Linked DNA regions of Mus musculus: region 1 is linked to region 2. Evidence: chromatin contacts called from public Hi-C data. All regions are on one chromosome and are shown on one strand. Each heading gives the region's core, a stretch centred on a gene start, on an enhancer-like site or on the middle of the called end of the contact. The rest is flanking DNA. Distances are from core to core; before and after follow the strand shown.

Evidence for each region. Hi-C and Micro-C count contacts between places; a contact is called where the count stands out from the background.
Region 1: a Hi-C map of muscle stem cells shows a contact between it and region 2, with 1.6 times the contacts expected there. The contact joins two enhancer-like sites.

What each region holds. Positions count from the first base shown.
Region 1 is chr10:96,834,498-96,840,392 of GRCm38.p6, reverse strand. No RefSeq gene overlaps it. Among named protein-coding and RNA genes, the nearest start is that of Gm46240, 64 kb to the left of the region's middle. Within about 2 kb of position 3,217, at least 13 of the 459 cell types and tissues checked have an H3K27ac peak or open chromatin away from gene starts, as enhancers often do. A contact at or near this core is called in muscle stem cells, where this site is marked.
Region 2 is chr10:96,456,526-96,462,366 of GRCm38.p6, reverse strand. No RefSeq gene overlaps it. Among named protein-coding and RNA genes, the nearest start is that of Gm33843, 140 kb to the left of the region's middle. Within about 2 kb of position 1,591, at least 65 of the 459 cell types and tissues checked have an H3K27ac peak or open chromatin away from gene starts, as enhancers often do. A contact at or near this core is called in muscle stem cells, where this site is marked.

The DNA of each region.
Region 1 (5,895 bases), core at 1,968-4,467, 380 kb before region 2:
GATTTCTCCAACCTTTCAAATTACTTTTTTCCCAAAGTAGATTGTAAACTACTGGTTTAGGTAAACTACTGAGTAGGTAAAACTTCAAACACTGGTAAAGTTTTTCAACTTGACCACTGCCCTTGGTAAAATCATGATAGAACTTTTTTTTTGTCCTATTTTGCCAAAAGATGGGCATAAATCTCTTTAACATAGATGATGTGTGGGAAAGCAAAGATGGATTTAGATGGTCCTAAATAAGAAGACGTTGACTGTTGCCCATCATTCTTAGGAGATAGGTGGATGATTTGTCAGTCAGGGCTCGGTGACCTTGATCATCCTATTGGCTTTAAATAACATATATGACTTACTATTTTCATATGTTCTTATGAAAAAAAATTTAATACATGGTGTTCAGGAATCGCTGGTTCACTTGTTTCCTTTCTTAGTGATAGGCTTAAGACTTGACAAGCTTCTAAATTTTCTCCTGGCATGTGTATGGCAACAGTGAGAAGCCAGGACCTCCCAGAAGCAACTAAACATGGAACAAGGGAAACAAAGTCAAGCCTTTTATAGCAAAGGGCAAATATTTGCCTAACTTTCCTCAACATGACAGTTAAAAACAAAATCCTAAACCACAAACCCATTTGACCCCGCAACAGTAACCTTCATTAAGAACTGTTTTGCCTTGAATCAGAATGAGCAGTGTCCATCAATTTCAATGCATTTTCTAGGTCAATATATATAGACTCAGGATTGGAAAACACACTTAAGTCATAAGGGGTCAAGTATCTTCAAACAATCCGGAAGTGAATTTGAGTATATCTGTTAGCGTTTTTAGCCCTACCCATTTTTGCATTGGTTTCAATGATTGTTTTCAATGACAACAGGTATCTTTTACAAAAGCCTATAGTGTTCGTATTAATCCCTTGAAAATTTTATGCATGCACATGATCTATGTTCATATTCACCCCCATTCTCCCCCTAACTTGTCATAGACCCACCCTTGACCATTCCTTCCCAGTCCCAAGTTTACCTCCTCCTCTCTCTCTTTTTAAGGCTTTCTGAGTATAACCTATCCTGCACATATGCTTTTGGGTGCTGGGTCAAACAGTTAGATAAAACTGACTCACTCCCAGAAGCCATCAACTGTCAATAAGTCCTCAGTAGTGATGAGGAGCTGATGCTAAACTGTTACTGACTTCACCGGGTGCAGATCTCATACAGGCAACTACAGTTGTGAGACAATCCTCGATTGACTCGAAGACTTCTTCGGAAGAGGGAAGGTATTATAAACATCTCATTTGTGGCTGGGTGTTTATCATATCCCTTGCACTTTAACCAATCGCTCTGGTTTTAGTGAAAGATATGACAGCGACTTTTGTTACTCTCGTATAGTGAGCAATTCATGTTTATGATTTCCAAGAGATTATTCTGTCTCCTGGAAGACAACTGAAGCGCTATCATGTTTGCTTCATGCCTAGGGGGCATGCTTTATACCTGCTTCATAAGCAGTAGGGTTCAAGAGTTGGTGTCAGATTTGGGCCAACTTTATTCAAGAAACAGAGATACTCATGTCTGTCTCTGTACTTTTCCTTGACACCACCACCATCACCACCACCACCACCACCATCATCATCACCACTATCATCATCACCACCATCATCATCACCACCATCATCATCACCACCATCATCACCACCACCCCTTCACTTCCCTAGCAGCTCTGGCTTACTTCTCTGTTCTGTCATATTGTCCATTTGAACCCAGAAGGAGCAGTTGCAAAGTTCGAATAGCTACCCAGTGTGCTTAATTCCATAACTCTGGGGTAATCCTTGCCAGAATTTGTCTAGGATGACAGTTTGTGTCCATGGGAGGACTCGTTTATAGAAGATTATGGGGACATGTCAAATCACAATCATTTGTAGCTGCTCCTTCTTTTTGTTATTTCTTTCCCCTGAGTCCTTTCTACTTTCACTTTTCCTTTATTTTATTTCTTTGGTTGTGAGAATGTACTTTGAAGGAGATGGCTTCTTTGAGAGCCCCTGTGGTTTTCTGTTGTTAGGTTTGTTTTTTGTTGTTGTTGTTGGTTTTTGGTTTGCTTTTTATTTTTTCTTACTGAATAAAACTAGTAGGTTATTTCCTCTTCAAGTAAATTTGCTAAGTGAACTGCATGTCTAGAAATATTTTAATCAAGAAAGGAAGGACAGAAACATGTAGCTTGGTTTATAGAGGGCAACCCTCATGTGCTACATATGTAAGGGGTAGGTTTATATCGCAGGACTACAAAAAGGAGTCAAAAGAAAGAAAACAAGGCAGTGGCTCCAAATAGATAGAGAGTACATCCAACAGTGATGGAGAAGAGAAGTCAAGAGGAACTTGACCACAATGCAAGCCAAGTTTGAATTACTCCAAGTTTGAATATGACGCCCTAAAGGAGGACAAACTGTAAAATGCATGGATAACAGAACATCACACACTTCAGAGTAGACAGGGCAAACCAGTGAAGAATTTCTCAAGGAATGGGACAAAATTAGCATAAAAAGTTATCTAAGAGGAAGGTGTGTTCTGGCCATACTACCCTGATCTCAGAAGCTAAGCAAGGTTGGACCTGGTTAGAATTTGGATGGGAGGAAAAGGTGCTGTCTGACTGTACAATAACCAACTCCTCTTTAAAAAGTCTCTGACCTCTGAAAGTGACATGTCTTCGGGCAATGGGCAAGGATGTTGAATGCTACAGAAGACCAGTGAGAGTTTTTAGAAATATTTGAAGAGGCTGTCTTCTAGGATTTTTTTTCTTGATTTCCCTTCTCTCTTGATTATTTATGATGTAGGAAAATAATGTAAGGTATTTCGGCCTCAACAGGTTTGAGGATACTGAGGTCTAAACCCAGCGGCAGCTGCTTCTCTAGATTCCTCGTTAGTTCATCAGTAGAAGAGCTGGGTCTGACTGCCTGTTACACAAGATCCCTGCTGCTGAGTCATTTACAGATTACAGACCACAGCGAAGGAGGTTGACAGAAACAACCTACTGATCAACCTGAACAAGAGTTTGTGTTCAATAATAATACATACGCATCCGTGCATAAGCAAAAGGTAGATGCGCTCTGGGTGTGGTTGCAGGTAGGAGACTAGCAGTTTCTTGTTTAGACAGAAACACCTGACAAGGAAGGGCTTATTAGAGCCTCTGGAGAATGGCTGACAGTGGAGGAGCTGACAGCTGTCGGGAGACCTTTGAAAGCAGTTCTTGTTTTTTCAATTCAAATTTTCTGAATCGCCAGCAGGAATCCAAAATGACATTGTTTGCTCACTTGCCTGTTTGCTCAAATCTTCAGCACGAACAGGATTTCCCCAAAGCCTCAGCTGTCTTCCAACCCTTTCTGCTTTGGAATACATGCCCACAAACACACAGGATTTCAATTTCTTTTAAAAAAAATTTTATATGCCCTGGCTTCTATTCTAGTTAATTACTGTCAGGTCTTGCCTTGAAATATTCAGCTACTGGCAAGAAACAACATGTGTCTACATACACACACACACACACACACACACTCACAAAGACTCACCTTCATTTTGTGTCTCTAAGACAGTTAATAAGGAGAATTTATTAAAGTAACAACTATTTCTATTCAAAGAAACAAAACAAAACAAAAATAAATGTCGCTACAGACAGACACTAACTCTAGCTGACATACTTTGATAAACTGCCTCTCAGGTATCTTCTGCCAGGCATATAGTATATTCTACTTTTGTTGTTGTTGTTCTTGTTGTTGTTTGTTGTCATCGTCATCGTCATATAGAATAACAATCTAACTCAAGAAGCAGCAGCACCCCCTAACCTTCCCTGGTATTTTCCTGCCCTGACACATCCACCAGGAGGATTGGCCTCTCTGTGGTGCTTTTCCAACCTCACACTTCTGTTTGCATTTCTGTCAACCTCAGCAGCTAACATCAACATTTACCAGAAGGACCATACTATTTTTACAGGTCTATGTATCACATTATTAGTGGAAAAGAAAGCCCACTGGTAACTCCTAGTGGGGAGCTGTAAGGGCGACTAATTTGCGATTGCAGTGGACTGGCTGAGAATGGGTATCACTGATGCTAGGAAACATAGTCAAATTACAGTTAAGATTCCGACTCAAACTTGTCCTAAAGAGCTACTGAATCATCACAATGGAATCACCTCTCTGTCTCTTGCTGTTTTTGTCTCTGTCGCTGTTTCTCTCTCTCTTTCTGCCTGTGCTTATGTGTGTGTTTGCCTGTCTGTTCATCTATCTATCTATCTATCTATCTATCTATCTATCTATCTCTCATCTAACTCAGCCCCCTTCCTCTCCCCCTCCTCCCTCTTCCCCTCTCCCTCTCCCTCCCCCTCTCCCTCCCCCCTCTCCCTCCTCCTCTCCCTCCCCCCTCTCCCTCCTCCTCTCCCTCTCCCTCCCCCTCCCCTCCCCCTCCCCCTCTCCCGCTCCCGCTCCCTCCCTCTCCCTATCTCTCTGTCTCCCTGGTCTGGTTGGTGATGACAGCTTCTCCTTAATGTACAGATACACGGACCCTGACTACTAAACTCACAATACATCAAGAATCTCTCACTGTAACTGCCTGTGCTGCAGGAAGTCCTTTAGCAGAGTCACAAAACCTCTATCTCATCTTTGGTTTATTCACTATTTTGCTGCTTTGGGCATATGATAGAGCTTGAGCCATTGCCTTCCCTGACACAGGCACCATCTCCATTTTCCAGATGAGAAAATTAAAGGTTAGTCGAGTTGTATATAGCCAGGACAATTCCAATCCATACCAAATAAAAGTTATTGACTTGACCTTCCCTAAATAACTGCTCTCAGAGTGTCTTTGGTGCTATTCTCTCTATATAAAATAAGTACATTCATGTATAGTCTGATCTTTATCAATCATTATCCTTGTAAGAAAAATCTACCATCTGCAAAGCTTTAATAATTTTAATAGAATTAGCCTTGCCCCAGAGATAGGGAAAGTACTAAGTTGACCACACTGTAAATGTAACTTTCATTCTCCTGTAGTGATTACCATCTTTAAGGCTTCCTGCCTCTGTCAGCTAGCCTAGGCTTAGTCCTAGAAGCTTCCAGCCTCTGTGCAATATAATCTAGACCTAGAATGTTTTCAGCCTCTGACACTTACTGCTGAATAAGATCACCCTTTCTTGTTCTTTCTGAACTCTGGCTGGCTGGTTTAACTCAGCTGTTTGAGATCAAACTCCTCTCCAAGCTGATAGATTCAATTCAGCTTCTCTCTCTGCCAGTGACTGAATTGTTCTACTTGTCCTCAAACCAACTCTGGCAATCTGTTCTAATCTTCTGGTTCCTTCTCCTTCTTGACTCATTCTGTCTTCACCTGTGTCTGGCTTGTTTCTTTCTTCAACCTGTCTCTGAAAATCTCTCCTGGTAAAGCTGCCTCCTCTCTCTCTCTCTCTCTCTCTCTCTCTCTCTCTCTCTCTCTCTCTCTCTGCTGCTGCCCCCTTTCCTCTCTCTTCCGCTGCAAATTGGCCGTATCCTATTTTGCCAAATCTTTCTCTGATTCATTACTTTGTCTGCTATTCTATTAGAAATCTATTTCAAACATGGGTGCTTCCATCTACAAACTAAAATTACCTCCATTGTTTGGGATTAAAGGTGTATTCTAAGGTTGCATCTGTATTACAGTCAGAGGGACTGAAAGGGTGTGTTAAGGGCTGAGCCACACCTCAACTAGAAATGGGTTCTTTTCAATAAGTAGCATAATCTCAGGGTTCACAGTACAATCAGAAATTCTGCAACAGTATGCTAAGTAGGAAAGAAATAACAAAGTGCAAGCCACAGTGATCACCTACTGAGCTCAAAAAGGCAAACAAGTTCATGTTTAGCAATGGAACATGAGATGTGGGAGAGGACTGTCCAATAG
Region 2 (5,841 bases), core at 342-2,841:
AGATGTTGCATCTATGAAATAGAGACTCCAGTGACTACTTTCCCATTACCTGCCATACTGATTTGGATAATAGAAGCGAAATATTGAACAGAGGACAGACTGAACTGTAGATGTTATTATTTAAAGAAACCTAATTTACCCAGATATAGCTCTCTCTTGTGAGACTATGCTGGGGCCTAGCAAACACAGAAGTGGATGATCACAGTCAGCTATTGGATGGGTCACAAGGCCCCTAATGGAGGAGCTAGAGAAATTACCCAAGGAGCTAAAGGGAACTGCAACCCTATAGGTGGAACAACAATATGAACTAACCAGTACCCCGGAGCTCTTGTCTTTAGCTGCATATGTATCAAAAGATGGCCTAGTCGGCCATCACTGCAAAGAGAGGCCCATTGAACTTGCAAACTTTATATGCCCCAGTACAGGGGAACGCCAGGGCCAAAAAGGGGGAGTGGGTGGGTAGGGGGTTGGGGGGGTGGGTATGGGGGACCTTTGGGATAGCATTGAAAATGTAAATGAGGAAAATACCTAAAAAAAAAAGAAACCTAATTTGTAAAGGGAAACACAAGAAACATGACAGATTCTTTCATAGAAATGGTATTTCTAAGAGCCTAAAACACACAGTAATACACACATGGCAAAATTAGGTCAAGATGATATTAACAGGTAGAATGGGGAGGGATGCCATAAATAGTAAAATGCTTGGCATGCAAGAGGGATAACCTGAATCTAGACCCCCAACATGCACGTAGACAACATGTGACTAGAATCTTGTCAAGAGTGTATGGAGACAGGCTGACCTCTGGAGTTCACTGGCTAATCTAGCCAAATTAGTGAGCTCTGGATTCAGAAACAGATCTCGTCTCAAAAAAAAAAAGTGGTAGACATCACTTGAATAAGATATTGCATGCCAGCCCCCAGCCTCTGCATTTATATGTACACACATTTACATATATATCCAGAAAAGACCAACCTAGAAACATAACGTGTCATTAACGTAACATTTGAAAGTTGTGGATTCCCATTCTACATTTATTCTCAGAGAGTAGAGCTGAGTGTGTCTAGTCTCATAAGCTGAGGCTGTGTGGTATGAGTCAATTAAGCCTACAAAGTAGAGCAAAGAATAGCCCTCATCAGGGTTTGGAGCTTTGCAGGAGATGAAAAGGCAGGGACATTTAATCATCTTACATGGGCCTGCCTTTCTCTTCCCTGCTCTTAGAAGGGGGACTTGCTTTATTCTGGCTATTTCCTGAGGGGAGCCCTTCTCCCTCCCTCCAGTATTCAGGCTAATTACAAATGGTGAGGTGGTTTCCAGGCTGAATAAGAAATCAAAAGAGAGGAGGTGGAGGGAGTGGTGTAGATTTCATAGAAAAAAAATAATTTAAGAAAAAAGTATGTTCTCTGAGGGGGGAAATTAGAGAATTAGGTCACCAAGTTGGAGCCAGGAAAAAAACCGCGCGCGAGTGGAAACTGGAGCGGGGAAACTATTTCATGTTAACACATCCAAAGGCTGAACAGCCCAGCCTCAGGGCATTCCCCTCCCAGAGAGCACAGGGGCCTGGAAGACCTCTAGACAGTTCTGTGTCATAGTCATGCACTAATCAGCGCTATTCAGCCTGTTCCACGCGTGGTCACATACGAGGTGCCCTGAAAACCACGAGGGCCACATAGCAACAATTATAATCAAAACCACCACAGCACTGACTGTGGCTTTTGAAATCTGAAGCTTCAAAAAGCAGACAGCCTTCCAGGGCAAGCCAGTGCTTTTTTTTTTTTTCCTCCTTCTTTCGCTCCCTTCCTCCTTCTCTCCCTCCCTCCCTCCCTCCCTCCCTCCCTCCCTCCCTCTCTCCTTCCTTCCTTTTCCTCCAACCCTGGCGTTTTAGATTCACCCCCGTGACAGTTATATATCAATAGATACAGAGTGCACGCTGCCTAAAGCAAATATATAAATGGCTTAAAGGGCAGGCAAAAGTGTCATGCGTCAGTAGACATTAGCTGAGGTGCGACTCTGCCGGTGTGACCAGAATAAAGACATCTCAGTTAGAGTCAATGTCTCGGAATTGGTGGCGTGGCTTGGCATACACAGCCCCTTAACGAATTCCCAGCATATGTGAAAGGACCCAGTAGCCATCTCTGCAATGTAGAATCTTAAAACCCTTTCTTCAGGCTTTAAGTGAGAATTGTCTAGCTGTTTCCTCACCTAAATTTCAGCTTACAACCGAATACAAGGCACTGAATTCAATTCTGAAAATGTAGCTTAAAAAAAAAAAAAGGATCCGTTCTCTTCCTTTCTGTGTAAGGCAGATGTGCTGTCCTGGAGAAGGCACTTGGCAGAAATGGAGCTTAGGTGTTCGTGTATCATTTAGGGAGAAGGCACTGCTGTCTTCCTGGAACCTCTGGCTGCAGAGTTCTTTACCTCTCTGCTGCACGCCTTGTGCAAAGTAGTGTGCTACAGAGAACTGTTAGGAAGAAAGTTTTGTTTCATTGTGTTCCTCTGGTGAATCCCAGATGTTAACGACTTGCTAAATTGTGACTGTTCAGACTCAGTGTGGTTTCCCAGCTCAGTCTCCAACACTCACAGTTTTAGATAGTTCATGGCCACAAACTCTAATTCTATGTGACAATCTTATAAAGGCTTTCAGGACCATGCCCATTCCCAGACTTAATTTGTGACCAGTTATATAAAGTTAAATAAATGTGGGTCCACCTCGATGGTGCCAAAAATCTGTCCAATTTCCTCAGTTTGATGGTCTGTTTTTATGTTACAAACCGTTTCAGTTAATGGCTTAAAAATAAGAGCAGATTTTTAAGATTTTGAATGTCAGGAGTTTAGGCAGACTTTCAGCCCTATGTCTTGTCAGCTCATGTCTTTTGGTTGCATTCATTTGGGGTGAAGGTTCAGTAGAGCCTTGCTCACAGGACAGTCACCCGGTGACCCTGAATATGACCCTCTGGCATCTGCTCATAGCCAATGTGAGCTTCCTTGTGGTGTTGTGGAGTTACTCAGACTTCTTAGAGAGCAGCAGGCTTCTGAAGGAGAGGAAGCTAATCTGTGAGTCATAGAATGGAACTTGGAAAAACCCTTTTCTTTAAGATGCTAGCGTAAGGAAAAACATAGCATTTCATGCTTCCATACACGTCCACTGCAAAACTCATATAAAAATATTAAAGCCCTTGGCCTGGAGAGACAGCTCAGTAGATAAAGGTGCTTACCACACAAGCCTGAGGACCCGAGACTGATCCTAGGAACCCTTAGTTGAAGAGGAGAACCAACTCAGGAAAGCCGTACTCTGACTCCCACATATGTGTTATGGTACACATGAGTCCATGGCATGCATGTGTCTGCAAGTGTGTACACATGCACTCTCGCGTGCACACACACACACACACACACACACACACACACAATGCACACACTAATAATAATAAATAAAAATACATAAATAAATACAACCCATCTGCTTTGAGCGCTAACTGTAGAAGATACACATAGCAAATGATATGGAGAACAATGTAACATCTTCTTATTTTGGTGTATGGGTGGTTTTCTTGCATGTATGCCCATGTGTCACTCACATGCCTAATGCCTGGCCTGGTGCCCACTGAGGCCTGAAGACAGCTTCTAATCCCCTGGAGCTAGAGTTACAGACAGTTGTGAGCTGCTAAACGGATGCTGCGAGTTAAACCCTGGTCCTCAGGAAGAGAAGCCGGTGTTCTTAACTGTCTCCAGTCCCTGGGGTCTTCTTATTTACAGTGTGATGAGGACCTTCAGCTATAGCATCATTGGGGGCTTTTAAAAACACAAGTCTTTGTCTCTATGATTAAAAAAAAATCCTAAGAAGATTTGTACCTTGTTGATTCTAATAATTCAGAACTATAAATACTATAAATGCCAAAAGATATGTATTTAATAAAATTAGTTTAATAAATTTAGCTTTTCTTTTCAGAATGGACATTCAATCAGACAACTTATTTTTACTATTTACTATGCAAATTTATGATTATACTTTGGCTCAATTTATTATAAATGACATTTTTCTAATGCAGGCTATTTGGGGCTAAAACCAATGCATGAAATGTGGCTATGATATAGAAATTGATTAATAAATGTTTGCTTTTGTAATTCTAGTTGTAATCTAAAATACTCTAATTGCCCAAACTGTTACAAGAAGGAAACATTTTGAACAGTTTTAGACTTACAAAAATCTGTGACAATGACAGAGTGGCCATGCCCCCATCCTTGCTGTTCCATTTTGCTTTTGCCTGACACTTTTACAATGCATTTGCTGTCATTAATGGACCAAGTTGATAACTCTGTCACTAGTGTCCACAGCACACTTAGTCTTAATTTTTACCTATCGACCTTTCTTTGGTCTTGCTGTACATCTCAGAAACCACTTGTTAGTCATGTTTCTTTAGCCTCTCATGGCTTATATGGTCAATGTTTCCTTGACTGTCATGACATTTATAGTGTTGGCGGATACTGGGAGGTCATTTTACAGAATCTTCTTTACCCCCAAAATGCCTGGTGTCTTTTTTATGATTAAACTTGACTTATGGTCTTGAGGAGAAAGTGCCATTTTTAGCATGTCACATTGAAGGCATATGCCATCAGCATGGGCATGCCACTCCTTATGTTAATTTTTGACACATGGCTAAAGGAGCATTTGTAAGTTGTTTCCATGACGCTGTTATTTTTAATCCCCCCCCTTCCAAATTGCACATTTTGGGGAAAACACACTATTCACTGTCCACATGTAAAGCATGGGATTATGCATCAGTTCCTGAGGGGTGGAGTCGCTCTGTAACTTGTTCAGTGATCTCATGGGAAGTTTGTCTTTTCATTCTTCCTTTTCTCCATTGATTTCAGTCTGAGCTCTTTGATGATTCTTCTCCATTTCCAGTTGTAACCTAAAACTATTTTAATTGCCCAAATTGGCACAGCTCTGGTCACTGCTAGCAGTGTCAGCCGACACTTTATCCTGTTGCTGTAGTCTTCATAAGGCAAGGATGCTTTCTGTCCATAGGGGTACATTGTTTGCTTCTAAGTTTGTCTCAAGTACCAACTTACTTCCTGGCACGGTGAGATACTTCAAGCTCAGGTTATAGCATTTTTTTGTGGGACAGGGCAGACTCTTCAAAAGCATTACTTTCAAGTAGGTCCCCTATTCTAAGTTTCCAGAACTTTCCAAAGTAGGGTCATGGACAAGCACTCAACACTTGAGCCTTCAGGGTTTGGGGGGGCATTTCATATTTAAACCACAAAAGCAGATGTCTTTAAATATGTCTGTATCTGAGACAAAGATTGGAGCTGAGATGAAAGGATGGACCATGTAGAGACTGCCATATCCAGGGATCCACCCCATAATCAGCATCCAAACGCTGACACCATTGCATACACTAGCAAGATTTTATCGAAAGGACCCAGATGTAGCTGTCTCTTGTGAGACTATGCAGGGGCCTAGCAAACACAGAAGTGGATGCTCACAGTCAGCTAATGAATGGATCACAGGGCTCCCAATGGAGGAGCTAGAGAAAGAACCCAAGGAGCTAAAGGGATCTTCAACCCTATAGGTGGAACAACATTATGAACTAACCAGTACCCCGGAGCTCTTGACTCTAGCTGCATATGTATCAAAAGATAGCCTAGTCGGCCATCACTGGAAAGAGAGGCCCATTGGACACGCAAACTTTATATGCCCCAGTACAGGGGAACGCCAGGGCCAAAATGTAGGAGTGGGTGGGTAGGGGAGTGGGGGTGGGTGGGTATGGGGGACTTTTGGTATAGCATTGGAAATGTAAATGAGCTAAATACCTAATAAAAAATTAAAAAAATATATG